Linked DNA regions of Rattus norvegicus: regions 1, 2 and 3 are each linked to region 4. Evidence: chromatin contacts called from public Hi-C data. All regions are on one chromosome and are shown on one strand. The core of a region is the stretch at or near the end of the contact, and the rest is flanking DNA. Distances in the headings are between cores, read along the strand shown.

Region 1 (2,790 bases), core at 17-2,516, 430 kb after region 4:
CAAAGCTAAAGAAACAAATGAGTTTCCTCTGAGCATGACTGAAAGCTGACCGATGTGCATTTCTAATGGTTATTAAGATAGCGTGTGATGAGACAATATAATCAAGCAATACACATGTGTTTTCTTGCCACCCTCCAGTCAAACCTCTTTCACTTAGGTCTTGAACTCCCCCAAAAGCCGTTTTGTGCACTTATAATGGCCCTGGCTTCTGGGAACCTTAGGCCACCTAGCCCACCAGAAGCCTGTCCTAAAAATAAATCCTAAGTGTGAACAATAGAGACCCAGTCAGGTCTAACAGTTCCAAGCTTGATGCTGAAGTACATAGGCCAAGCACTGAGAGGAGCGTGAGGGACACAGTCGAACCTTCCACGCTGACTGTTTTAGGTAAGTATATAAGTAAAGAGCACGGTGAGATAGTCTAGAATATTCTCTAGAAGGTTTTTAGTGTTCCCAAGGCAGGCTAGCCCAGCTGCTGTTTAGATCTTCCTTGCAGAAAGGCTGCAGCAGGTGATGCCTGATGGAGATGAGAAAGCTTTTAAACGTTTGCCTTCCTAACAAAAAAAAAAAAAAAAAAAAAACCCTTCTCTTTGCATCTCTGAGAAGTACCCAGCCGGTGTTTATCCTCCACAGTAGCAAATCGGGTTGTTTATCCTTCTATTTCGTGATGTATTTTATAAAGTAATGAATGGTTCATTAAACTAAGTTTGGGCATCTGTCTCCCAACAGCCTCCTACCCAGCTGTACCCTTAGCGGGTCCTGGAGGCCATTGGAGTGGGCCTATTTCCCGTCCCACCCCCACCCCACCCCCAAGCCGCTTCCCCTCCTGCCCTCCCTCCTCCTCATCCCTCCCCTTGGTTATTTAGGAGATTAGAGTTCATTAATTAAATCCTGTGCTTAGATCGAACTGTAACACTATTCCAATCACATTTATCTTTCAGGCGGCGGTGGAGATGGCAACCTCGCTGGAAACGCGCGGGGGAGCCTGAGCCGGCAGCCGGAGACGCACTGCTCGGTGTACTCCATCGCCCGCCACGCCGCCGCGCAGACCCTCCATCTTCCTGCTCAGCTCCGGGCCAGGCTCAACCCTGCCCCGGGGTGGGGTAGGGGGCGGCTCCGACTTCTCCCGGGGCTCCAGGTCGTTCTCCACCCCCAGGCCCTCTGCGACTCAATTGCCTGGGTCCCCCCTCCCCCGCCACACACACTCACACGCGCCCGCGAGCACACACGCACGCACACAACACACTCACACGCCAGCAGGCTGCTGGCCGCTCAATGGACCGATTTCCCCGGTTTCCCTGAACCCAGCCTAGCCCGGAATGAGAAATTGCAAAATGGCCCGAGTCGCCAGTATACTAGGGCTGGTCATGCTCAGCGTGGCCCTGCTGATTTTATCGCTTATCAGCTACGTGTCCCTGAAAAAGGAGAACATCTTCACCACTCCCAAGTACGCCAGCCCGGGGGCGCCCCGAATGTACATGTTCCACGCGGGATTCCGGTGAGTGTGGGCCTCTGCTGGAGCGCCCTCGGGTATCTCGGGTCGATTGGTGTGTTGGGGAACCGTCAGAGAAGAGTGTTTGGGCTCCTCGGTAACTGCGTGGTCCTTTCATTCCTCCTTCTGTTTCTGCACTTTATATATATATTTTTTATCCCAAAGCCCCTAAAAGCCTTTGTCCTAATCGATGTGATTGAATTTCTCCCATTCTTCCTCTGCGTCCCCTCCCCCGTTTCAAAACTGGGGTGTTGGTGGTTGAGCGACAGGCGGTGTTTGGACAGCGGGAGTGGGGGTGTTGAACCCGGAGATGGGCAAGGTTTGAGGTGAGCGATCTGGCCGAGCACCAGCGGCGGACTCCGCAGGCCTGGCGGGGCGATCTAATGGCGCAGGCGCCGACTACACTCGCACCCCATCCCTCCCCCTCTTTCTCATCTAATGATGCGCAGGTTTATTCTCTTGAAGCCCCTAGGGGGTTCTTCCTCGACCCTTCCCCCGCTGCCACCCGCCCCCTCCTTTCCTAGATTTCTGCAATTCCTCAGCCCCTGCGGGAAACAAGCCTTCTGCTGAGGGCCGCCCACCCTGCCCGGGTCGAAGTCACCGCGGGGCGCAGCTCCGCACAGCTCATCCGGAGCCCCACCCCTACCTGTGCCCGCAAGGCGCTCTCCCCGCACCGCCTTCCGATGGGCGGGTGGCAACCACAAGCCGCACCCTGTGGGCCAAGCTGGGCCAGAGATGTGCAACCTGAAGATGTTGGGCCTGGACAGAAGAGCCCGGCTGCAGGCAGCCTCTGGGAGTCTCCAGCTAAAGGCTGAGGGTGAAATCAGACTTGGGCGTGGGAAGGAAAAGGTTAAGGCTGGAGCCCCCCAACCCCCACCCCTTTCGCCTGAGTCTCGAATTTCCTCTGCCCTTTCACCAAAAATCAATTCTCCGAGCCCGGGAGTGGCAGGGTCCGGTCGGAGGCTGCTGTCCGCGGTGCTGACTCGTAGTCCCGCTGAGCCGTGGACTGCAGCCCTGGGCTGGGCTCCGACCCTTGCTGTCTGAGTGACCGCCATCTTTCTTATGGTCTCACCTGCACCCGGAGGGCTAGACAATGGGGAAGAGTTTCCCCTTTTCTTCCTTTCTTCCTGGCTTCTGTAGGAGCAGAGAATGTGCCAAAAGAGAGGGGCTGTGGGGTGGGCTTGCTCTTGTGCCAGCTGCCCCTTCCGGTTGATGCTGGAGCTGTCACACTCTGGGTTCCCCTCCCTGAGGCCAGCACCTATCTAAACTCATGCTCCTTTCAGGTCACAGTTTGCACTGAA
Region 2 (2,840 bases), core at 111-2,610, 510 kb after region 4:
TCCCAGAGTGCTACGACTGCTCTGCCCCTAGGCCTGAACCGCGGACCCAGAGGGGCAAGGAGTCCAGACCTCCCGCTGGTGAGGACATAACAATAACCAGCTGCAACCTTGGCTGGGTGACTTCGTGCTTCTTGGTGCTCTAGGAACAGTTAGCTAGCGTTGGCCTTAATTTGCTTAAAACCCGTATTAGGGCTCGCGTGGTTCTGAATCCGGCGCTCACGAGCTCTGGATCTTCTTAGGTCAGGTGTCCATTCCGGTCCCTCAAGACTTTCTTCCACCACCAGACCGGGTTTTGTGCGGTGCATCCTACCGTTCCTAGCAGAACTAAGGGATGTGTCCCGGGGTATGGTCACTGCTCCTAAGGAGGAGACGTTTCCACCTACAGTCCCTTCCTTTGCCCAATGTTGGGTTTTGTTCGCTTCTCAGCAACCTCCCGTGTCAATCTAAAAGGGTAAGGAAAAGAAAGAAAAAACGATTTCTTCCAGAGAACTCCCCTCAAAATCTCTGGGCTATGGACAGTTTTGACTAGAGGTTGAGGCCGACTTTAATCTTTTTTTCTCCGTTAGCTTATTCTCCATCCTCTTATACACTCTCCTCGTTTTGTGCTCCTGGTCCCGGGTAAAGATAAAGCTTTGAAAGCTAGAGGCTTAATGATTGCTCTCGTTATGGTAACTTCATTTTAGACTTCCCATTCCCCGATACTGTAGGAGCTCTAAGGGGTCTCAAGCATTGGTTGGTTTCCTGCGCTTGTGGGGGGGGGGCGCAGAAGGAACTTGGCAGCTGCTCCTAGGGGTACAGTAAAGGGCTCCACGACAGCTTTTCCTCTCTGGGCCATCTCGGAGCGCTGCCGCCCCCTCACGCCCGTCCGGCAAAGGGCAATGCTGTATAAAAACACTAGCATTCTGTCCGTGTTGAAAGTTAAAGCTTCCCCTTGCAGCGAGCTTTTCTACAGTGGATGAGGAAGAGTGTGGTACCTGGGGCTCTCAGCCCCAAACTCCTGGAGAGTTGCCAGGTGACTCCTGGGGCAAACCTTCCAGACTTGTATCGTGATTTCCGGCGGGGATCGCAGACAGGGAAAGTAAGCGGAGCACCCGGTTTTGCTCAAACATTTAACTGTGAGTCTGTTTTATAACCTTAGGAGAAATGGGGACAAGCGCCTTCCCTTTTTTTTTTTTTTTTAAATCTGGCCGTTTTGTCGGCAACTACAAGTATTGAGTAGTTATAGGGGGCTTTTCGGTATGGGGTCAGTAGATCAGTGCCTTCAGACACTGTCAAAAGCTGGAGATGGGTAAATAGGTATTATGTGCTCGGTAGAGTAGGGAACAGAATCGCACAGAGTAGAAAAGGAAGGCCTTTGATTGTTATTGATCGGTGGGAAACCCTGCTGGGAACCATCCCGGAGTCCGGGTCTTTGGGGCCCTGGGGTTAAGCAAGTCAGTGACTTCCCAGGATGGCCGGCCGTCCCAGCCCAGCACCTTCACACACACACACTCTCTCACTCTCTCTCTCTCTCTCTCTCTCTCTCTCTCTCTCTCTCTCTCATTTCATCATTTTGAGACCCATCTGTACAAGGGTCAGAGGGACTCTGATTGTCAAGCTCTATTTTTAGGTCAAGTATACCAGTCACCCCGGAAAGCTGGGCCGTCCAGCCAGCCCATGAACCTTCCCAGTCTTTCTACTGTCAAGCTTGGGTATACAGCAAAGACGACTCCTCCGGACCAAGTTAGTGAAGTTCGGATTGTCCCAAAGTAGAAGTCAGGGAAAGAAACTCTACCCTCACTGGGTGGTGAGAACGGCTAGTAGTAACAACCGGTCAAATAGGCTGGGAGTGGCCCAAGACGGGATCCCGCTGGGCCGTTCTTATTAGCCTGGCGCGAGGACAAACTCACGCAGGTTTGAGCACACTTTCTCTGGCTTTGATCCTCCAGGGCCTCGGCACAGCGCACAAAAGCGAACTAGGAGGAACCGCGGGAGCTCAGGGAAGAACCTGAGTCCATGAGGGGGGTCATTACTATTATTGTTGTTGTTGTTGTTGTTGTTGTTGTTGTTGTTGTTGCTTTTCTCAACGCAGGAAAACAATAGCGTGGCTGCTATTACCGTCATAACAGAGGTTTCTGCCTCCTGGGAGCGAGGCTTCGCTGTTGGCCCTCCCGGAGCCGAGCTCCAGTGCCAACTGCGTGAAGACCTTCTCCAGGAAGCAGTCCCTAAACAGACAGAATAGAGCCTACTCAGTCCAGGAGGTTTTAAAGTCCTTAGCCAACTCGATGCCCTCGGGCCCAATTGTCGCCCGCCTCAGCGGATGTGGTCAGATCATTGATCGCCCCATAGCTCCTGCATTCATACGTGCGCATCTCCTGCCGCGCCGTACAGGTGCTTTTTAGATGACGCGGGAGACAGGTTTTTGCTAAAACGAAGGGCTGGAAGTGGGCCTCCGCCACAACGTTCTTTCCGTTTCGCACCCAACATTTCCGACCATCTTGTTTGTCCAATCCGGGGGCCCAGCCCGCTGGGGGTTTACTTTGGGGATCCGAGTCAGGAGGCCAAACCCAGTGCACACCGGTGCAGAACAGACTGATCTGTTAGCTTGCTGGCTGATCAGATTAATAACTGTAAAGCTCACTACCGGTGTTCTTGCCGTGTCAAGTCCCTAGTCCCCAAAGAACGCCTTCCGAACAGAGATTGAGACGGAACTTGTAGAGGAAGGCGGGCCGCGAGGGAGCTGAGTGAACCCGAGCTCCGAGAAGTATTCCGGGCCGCCGGCAGCGGTGGATTAGAGGGGCGGCGCATTTATTTTTATTCCAAGCTTTCCACAGTGTGGTTATGTCACTTTCTCAAACAAA
Region 3 (2,915 bases), core at 162-2,661, 490 kb after region 4:
TCCCAGCTCACCTCGCATATTCTCCTAAAGGCCCACGAATGTGTGATCACAGTGAGTACAGTCTTAAGTCTCATTCGTCTCTGTGACAAGCCCTGCCTAGCTGAGGACCAGCAGGATCAGGTGTTCCATAAATGTCTGCAGAATGAGTAATAGTTTTAGGAAGGATATGTAAAGTAAAAGCCATTAATTTAGTGCGATACTAAATCCTCCTGTCTGGCCAGCAAAGTATGCCTTTGTCACCCACAGCCAGCATTAAATAATGTCACCTATTCTTTGGGAAGAGACCCTCGACACCGGCCATTTTGCCCAATCTCTTTATAAAGTAAACGTAGAAATAGCAGAACAACTCACAGCTTCATTATATAGTATGGGTTTGGCTGGTAGAGTAAACGCTTTCTGTGGCAACTTTTACAGGCTTGGTTATCATGTTTGAGAATTATTCTAGCATGGGTGAGTAGGACTCTGGCTTATTACCTACATTTCAGGCCAATGAATTTAAGTCCCTCTGTGAGAAAAAGAAATATCTAATTGTATGACTCCTAATGCTATGCTAGGGCACAATCCTTGAGGTAGATTTCTTGGACATGCACTTGAAGTTTCTCAGATATTTGAAAGCTATTCATGGTATCATATATTACTAGCTTCCAGCAGGGTCTGAGTCAGCAACCATTCACTAAACACAGAACCATATCTGCAGACATGTGTGTGTGAGTGTGTGTGCACACGCGTGTGTGTGTATGTGTGTGAGTGTGTGAGTGCGTGTGAGTGTGTGTGTGAGTGTGTGAGTGTGTGTGAGTGTGTGTGTGTGTGTGCAGATGTTGTTTTGTTTAGTTTTTGAGACATGGTCCCATTATGTAGCCTTTGCTGGCCTGAAATTCACCGTATAGACCAGGCTTGCCTCTAACTCATAGAGATATGCCTGCCCTTGCCTCCAGAGTGCTGGGAGGACGTTAAGGTGGGTACCACCTTGCCCAGCTGTGTAAATATTGCTTGTAAGTAGAACAAAGATGATAGAAGTCTCATATCAGTTAAGCTTATTTCAACAAACAAAATCCAAACGTGATTGGCTGTCCGGAGATTTTATTTAACTGTAGAAATCCATGCAACAAATAAATAATGAATTTATATTTCTTCAAAGAAAGGCATTTGTAGTGTTCTGCGAGAGAAAAGATCTCGGCATGCGTACGTAAAATGTATAAGTTTGAAAATGTTCGATGCTGGTTTATTTTTTTTTAAGCTATCTAAATCAAATCCCTTTCACTGCTTATTTTTCTCAAATACTCGATTAAGCAAATCCCGTGGTTCAATTAGGGATGGCTTACTTCAACCTGCTGCCTGCCTATACTGCTACCTACTAATGCACCCTCACCCAGCAGTCGCAGAACCCTGGTGAAACACTCCTTACACGTGAAGAACTCACGCTGTTGTGTGGCAACATGCCGTGCTCTCTGGCAAGCGTAATCACTGAAATCCAAAGCAGCCTGTGTTACCCTTTGCTCCTAAATCTGAACTGGGGGTAGGAAAAGCTACGTGGCCTGTCCCTGCCGTGTGACAGAGTCAAATATTTGAGAGGACAGTCGTGGTGCCAGGTCATTTCCCTCTCCTCCAAGCTGAACTTCTGCTCCAGCTTTTCTACAGGAAACGGATTTCTTCTTCCTTAGTCTGATAGTCTGGACTGAGCTGTAATTTATCTAAGCTTTAAGTGAGGTGTCCAGAAATGAATGGATCAACAGCTTAGAATATAGGGAACCCACTCTCTGCCTTATAAGATGCGCATTGTATTTTTCTTTTGTGTTTAATTACATTACTCTGTGTGTGAGTGTGTGTGCACATATGCATGTGTCTGTGCGTGTGTGTGTGTGCATGTGTGTGTGCATGCGTTTGTGTGTGTGTGCATGCATTCGTGTGTGTGTGCGTGTCTGTGCGTGTGTGTGTGTGTGTCTGTGCGTGTGTGTGTGTGTTACGAAGCGGGTGTAGAAGGTGAGGTCTGGAGATAGCTTTATGGGGTTGCCTCCCTCCTTCTACCACGTGACTGAGCTCAGAGCACAAGGCTCAGCAGCTAGCATCTTTACCAGCTTTATACCATAGTTTTCGAAATGCCATCTAAAGTAGATTGCACCGCAAAAGACAACTATGCTTGTACTAACACAGATCGAGCATGCTTGGTCCGAAAATCTGCTTGGTACACGTGCCAGCATGGTTCCGCAGGTGGAAATTACACACTTAAACTCATGTGACGTGCTACAGAGGCACTGAAAAGACTGCACACGATGACTTACAGGTTCTGCGTCGGAGGTAAAGCATAAACGAGTTTTCATGCTTCGACATTCCGGAATAGAAACTCTAAACTCCCAAACCCCTAACCCTCGGCCAAGATTTTACTGAAAGCATTGTACGAAGGAGAACCAAAAGCCCTGTGACTTGCCACTGGAACATTTTGGATGGCAGCACCCCGAAATATCACCTAACAAGATGATATATCAATACTATACACACAAACTGCAGTGCCAGGCCAAGCCTCCGATGGCATGTAGGAAATGAGCCTGTGAGGGCGAGGGGGCAAGCACTGAGGAGAAAACAGCGTGTTCCTGCAGCACCGGAATTAATCTAAACTGAGTTTTCCTATAAGGATATATTTAAGAGATGCCTCTCTTAGGAAATGTAAAAGAACTACCAGATGTCCCAGAAATTTACAAATGACATGAGATCAGCATATCAAAGAGATATACTGTTAATTAGTCTCATGTTGGCTGAAGCAATTTTAATAACCTAAACAGGGAATCACACTCAGTGTCCACCAATAGATGGGTGGAGAGAGGAACTGTGGCAGGAATATGAATAGTTCAGAGTACACTACACACTGAGTAATAGATGGTCTGTGGTTTTATGCAGATGAACCCAGGAGAGCCACTTTA
Region 4 (2,783 bases), core at 232-2,731:
ATTTACTCTCTCTTTACAAATTTTAATATTATCTGACTTTTATTGAAAAATATGGAAAGTAACTGTGAAATGCTTATAATTGTATCACCACAACAAGTACATAGGTCTAGTGGATGTTTGATGTTCTATAAATATGCAGGTGGAATTTGTTTAGATCCATTAAAAAATGAAAAGCAGACTTGAATTTTTTGATAATGTTTTTAAATGGGGAATTTATTTCTTCAACATATTTTGATGGGATTTTCATTTGTAAGAAAATGTTTATTATTTATTTTAGAGAGATCAAAAACATTGGGTAAAGTATTAGAGAGATAACTCTTTCTCATGCTGATTGAAAAACAAGTGATCTCTAAGAGTAGCCTTGATCACAATTTACTTCTGGCTGTTGGTTGTTTCTCTCTGTGTTAGTCCATGCATGGGAACGTAAGACACTAACACTGGTGGTCTTGTGGGGTGAGGTAGGAATTCTCAGTGTTCTGTCTTCTCTTGACTTAATATTCTTTTTATTTTTCTTTTTAAACATTTTCATAGTTCAGTAAAATGATAGGCATCTTTAATATGTGTATTAACAACATTCATATATACATATTTTATGACTCTTTTATATGGGAGTATGTTTAACAATATAAATAGAATTAAGACAGGAGTCTATCAGGGAGCTCTCTTTTTAAGTCCCAAGTAGCTTGATGACTTGCTCTAGTCAAGAAGAATTTTGAGTAAGTCATTGTTTGAGCATATAACAGAAGTAGATCGCTACTAATCCATCTAGCATCATCCTGTCAACCCGAGCATTTCACTATATACATATGTAGGGTGAGACGTTAATCTTTTCTGTTAGTGTTCATTTTATGAATGGCAGATTTCCCAATCTATAGCCATAATATTTCAAGGAATGCCCTGCTCTCGTGTCTCTCGGTGTTATGTTAAGATGGACTCAGCTCATCTGGGAAAAGTTTTGAAGCCCAGCGGCTGCTATTTTCTGACATGTACAAGATTGGTTACTAATGTCCACATTTTAAATGGAGTTAACAATTAATAGGAAATCATGTTCTATATCTGTATATGCTTCCAGTTAATAGTATAGGTTTCTAATAAAGGAAATAATTTGTGGACAGAAAGTCTGTGAAGAAAAAGTGCCAAATAACAACTGAAATTAATTTGATAATCTAATTAGCAGTGTGTTAAAATGAGGATTCGTGAAACAATGTAATAAGTTAAATTAAAGCCATGTAATAATTTTATTAGCACATAATTCTCCTCCTACATGCAGTTAAAAGCCAACAGAATCCCACACCTGTAAAAAGATTAGAAATGAAAAGTCTGTGTAACTGTCTGTTAGGTTCAGACTTTCCAGTTTTTCATACTTCCTGAAGGCCCTCAGAAATCTGTGGTAAAATGAGGGCTGGCCTCGTAACAGCTCTCCTTCTCCTTCGGCCTAGACAGACAGAGTCCTTGTGTGATGACGGTGGGCAGACAGTGATTTGTCAGTGGCTCTTTAGACTTTGAGCATGGACTCTGTTCACATTGGTTTGCCTTTTTCTGTAAACCCAAGGGTTTATATTCCTGTTTATTTATTAACGTGGCTCTTTTAAAAAATTCCCAAGTTGCTTATGACTTCTCCATTTTTTACAGTTCTTTTCTCTATATTTAACCTCTCCTAAGTTTATTTTTTAATTTTTTAAATTTTACATTTCTTATTCAGTTCTCAGGGATTATGTATGTTATAATTTATCACATTTTAATAACTTTCTGGATGCTGAGTTCTTCTCTATGTCTGTGGTTTGTGCTCTGGGTAGAACCTTCACTAGAAAAGTTGGCCCTGGGCTGAGCCATCACAAGTCACCCAGATCTGTGGCTGTTAACATCCAGGTATTGTGTTCTCCTGCCTTCGGTTTCCATCCCTCCTCCTTAGCAGGAGGCAGCAGAAGAGAAAATTCAGCCTGTGATAAGTGTTCAAAAGCAGAGGCAGCCAGAAACCCCGGAAACTCCAGCTTCCTCCACAAAACCCTTTTACCAGTGGAGACTTTCAGTCAGGTATCATTGTTTTGTTATTAGGAAGGGTACTACAGTGATTAGAAAAAAAAAAAAAAGTGCTACAAGTGCTCCATATATAAACAGCTGCCCTGTAACACCTCATGTGGATTAAAGCTGTTGTCCCTTTTGGTCTCAATTTTACACCACTGATGTAATTTTTATGTGAATCCGATAAGTGCTTTGTCATGATATGCATAAAAATGTTTCAGGTGTAACAGGTTATTTTACTGACTTGTAATGAGCAGGTATAAAAATCTCTGTAGGTGTCCTCTGGAAATTCATGTTTTAAAATGTCTTAAACCCAGCTTTTCTGTGTAAGTCTCAACCTAGGAGTTGGGGATTTTTAGGGCAACAAATAAGTAGGAGACAAGATTATACAAATGACTTGCTGTTTTCAAATGTGTACTATAGTTTATGTAACTATCTCCCAGAAAGTTCTCTTTTTTCAAGAATAATTGTTACAATTTGTATAGCTATAGTTAAGATGTTTTTAAATTCCTTGGGTTGTTGTTTTCTGGGTTTTTTGTTTGTTTTTCTTTTTCTTCTTTGTTTTTAACATAGTGAGAGTGCAGTAAAGGTAAAGAAAACTAATTTGCTTTTTGATGTTTTTTGAAAAAAAGTAGAGTAATACAGATCACAGAGAGCAATGTAATAGCACTGTGTGAATAAAAAGAAATATTTACATGATTACTCGAAAAGCATGCAAGTCCCTGTCAGTAGCTAGGCTTTCTTTGGCACAGCCTGCTGGC

Evidence for each region. Hi-C and Micro-C count contacts between places; a contact is called where the count stands out from the background.
Region 1: a Hi-C map of kidney shows a contact between it and region 4, with 3 times the contacts expected there. The contact joins the promoter of St8sia3 here to the enhancer-like site in region 4. A contact is called at or near these places in 2 of 12 Hi-C or Micro-C datasets (kidney and liver).
Region 2: a Hi-C map of liver shows a contact between it and region 4, with 5 times the contacts expected there. The contact joins two enhancer-like sites. A contact is called at or near these places in 5 of 12 Hi-C or Micro-C datasets (the A7r5 cell line, Schwann cells, hepatocytes and 2 more).
Region 3: a Hi-C map of liver shows a contact between it and region 4, with 2.1 times the contacts expected there. The contact joins two enhancer-like sites. A contact is called at or near these places in 2 of 12 Hi-C or Micro-C datasets (kidney and liver).

Annotation. Positions count from the first base shown.
Region 1 is chr18:60,023,289-60,026,078 of GRCr8, forward strand. St8sia3 (ST8 alpha-N-acetyl-neuraminide alpha-2,8-sialyltransferase 3) reads left to right here and starts at 1,267. Exons shown (of 4, transcript NM_013029.2): 1 at 1,267-1,495; 2 at 2,773-2,790. The coding sequence starts at 1,317.
Region 2 is chr18:60,104,916-60,107,755 of GRCr8, forward strand. The region is part of intron 1 of Onecut2 (one cut homeobox 2); the gene reads left to right. Among named protein-coding and RNA genes, the nearest start is that of Onecut2, 4.4 kb to the left of the region's middle. Within about 2 kb of position 1,361, at least 3 of the 93 cell types and tissues checked have an H3K27ac peak or open chromatin away from gene starts, as enhancers often do. A contact at or near this core is called in liver, where this site is marked.
Region 3 is chr18:60,086,105-60,089,019 of GRCr8, forward strand. No RefSeq gene overlaps it. Among named protein-coding and RNA genes, the nearest start is that of RGD1562699, 11 kb to the right of the region's middle. Within about 2 kb of position 1,412, at least 2 of the 93 cell types and tissues checked have an H3K27ac peak or open chromatin away from gene starts, as enhancers often do. A contact at or near this core is called in liver, where this site is marked.
Region 4 is chr18:59,597,775-59,600,557 of GRCr8, forward strand. All of the region lies in intron 20 of Wdr7 (WD repeat domain 7), which reads left to right. Among named protein-coding and RNA genes, the nearest start is that of Wdr7, 160 kb to the left of the region's middle. Within about 2 kb of position 1,482, at least 4 of the 93 cell types and tissues checked have an H3K27ac peak or open chromatin away from gene starts, as enhancers often do. A contact at or near this core is called in kidney and liver, where this site is marked.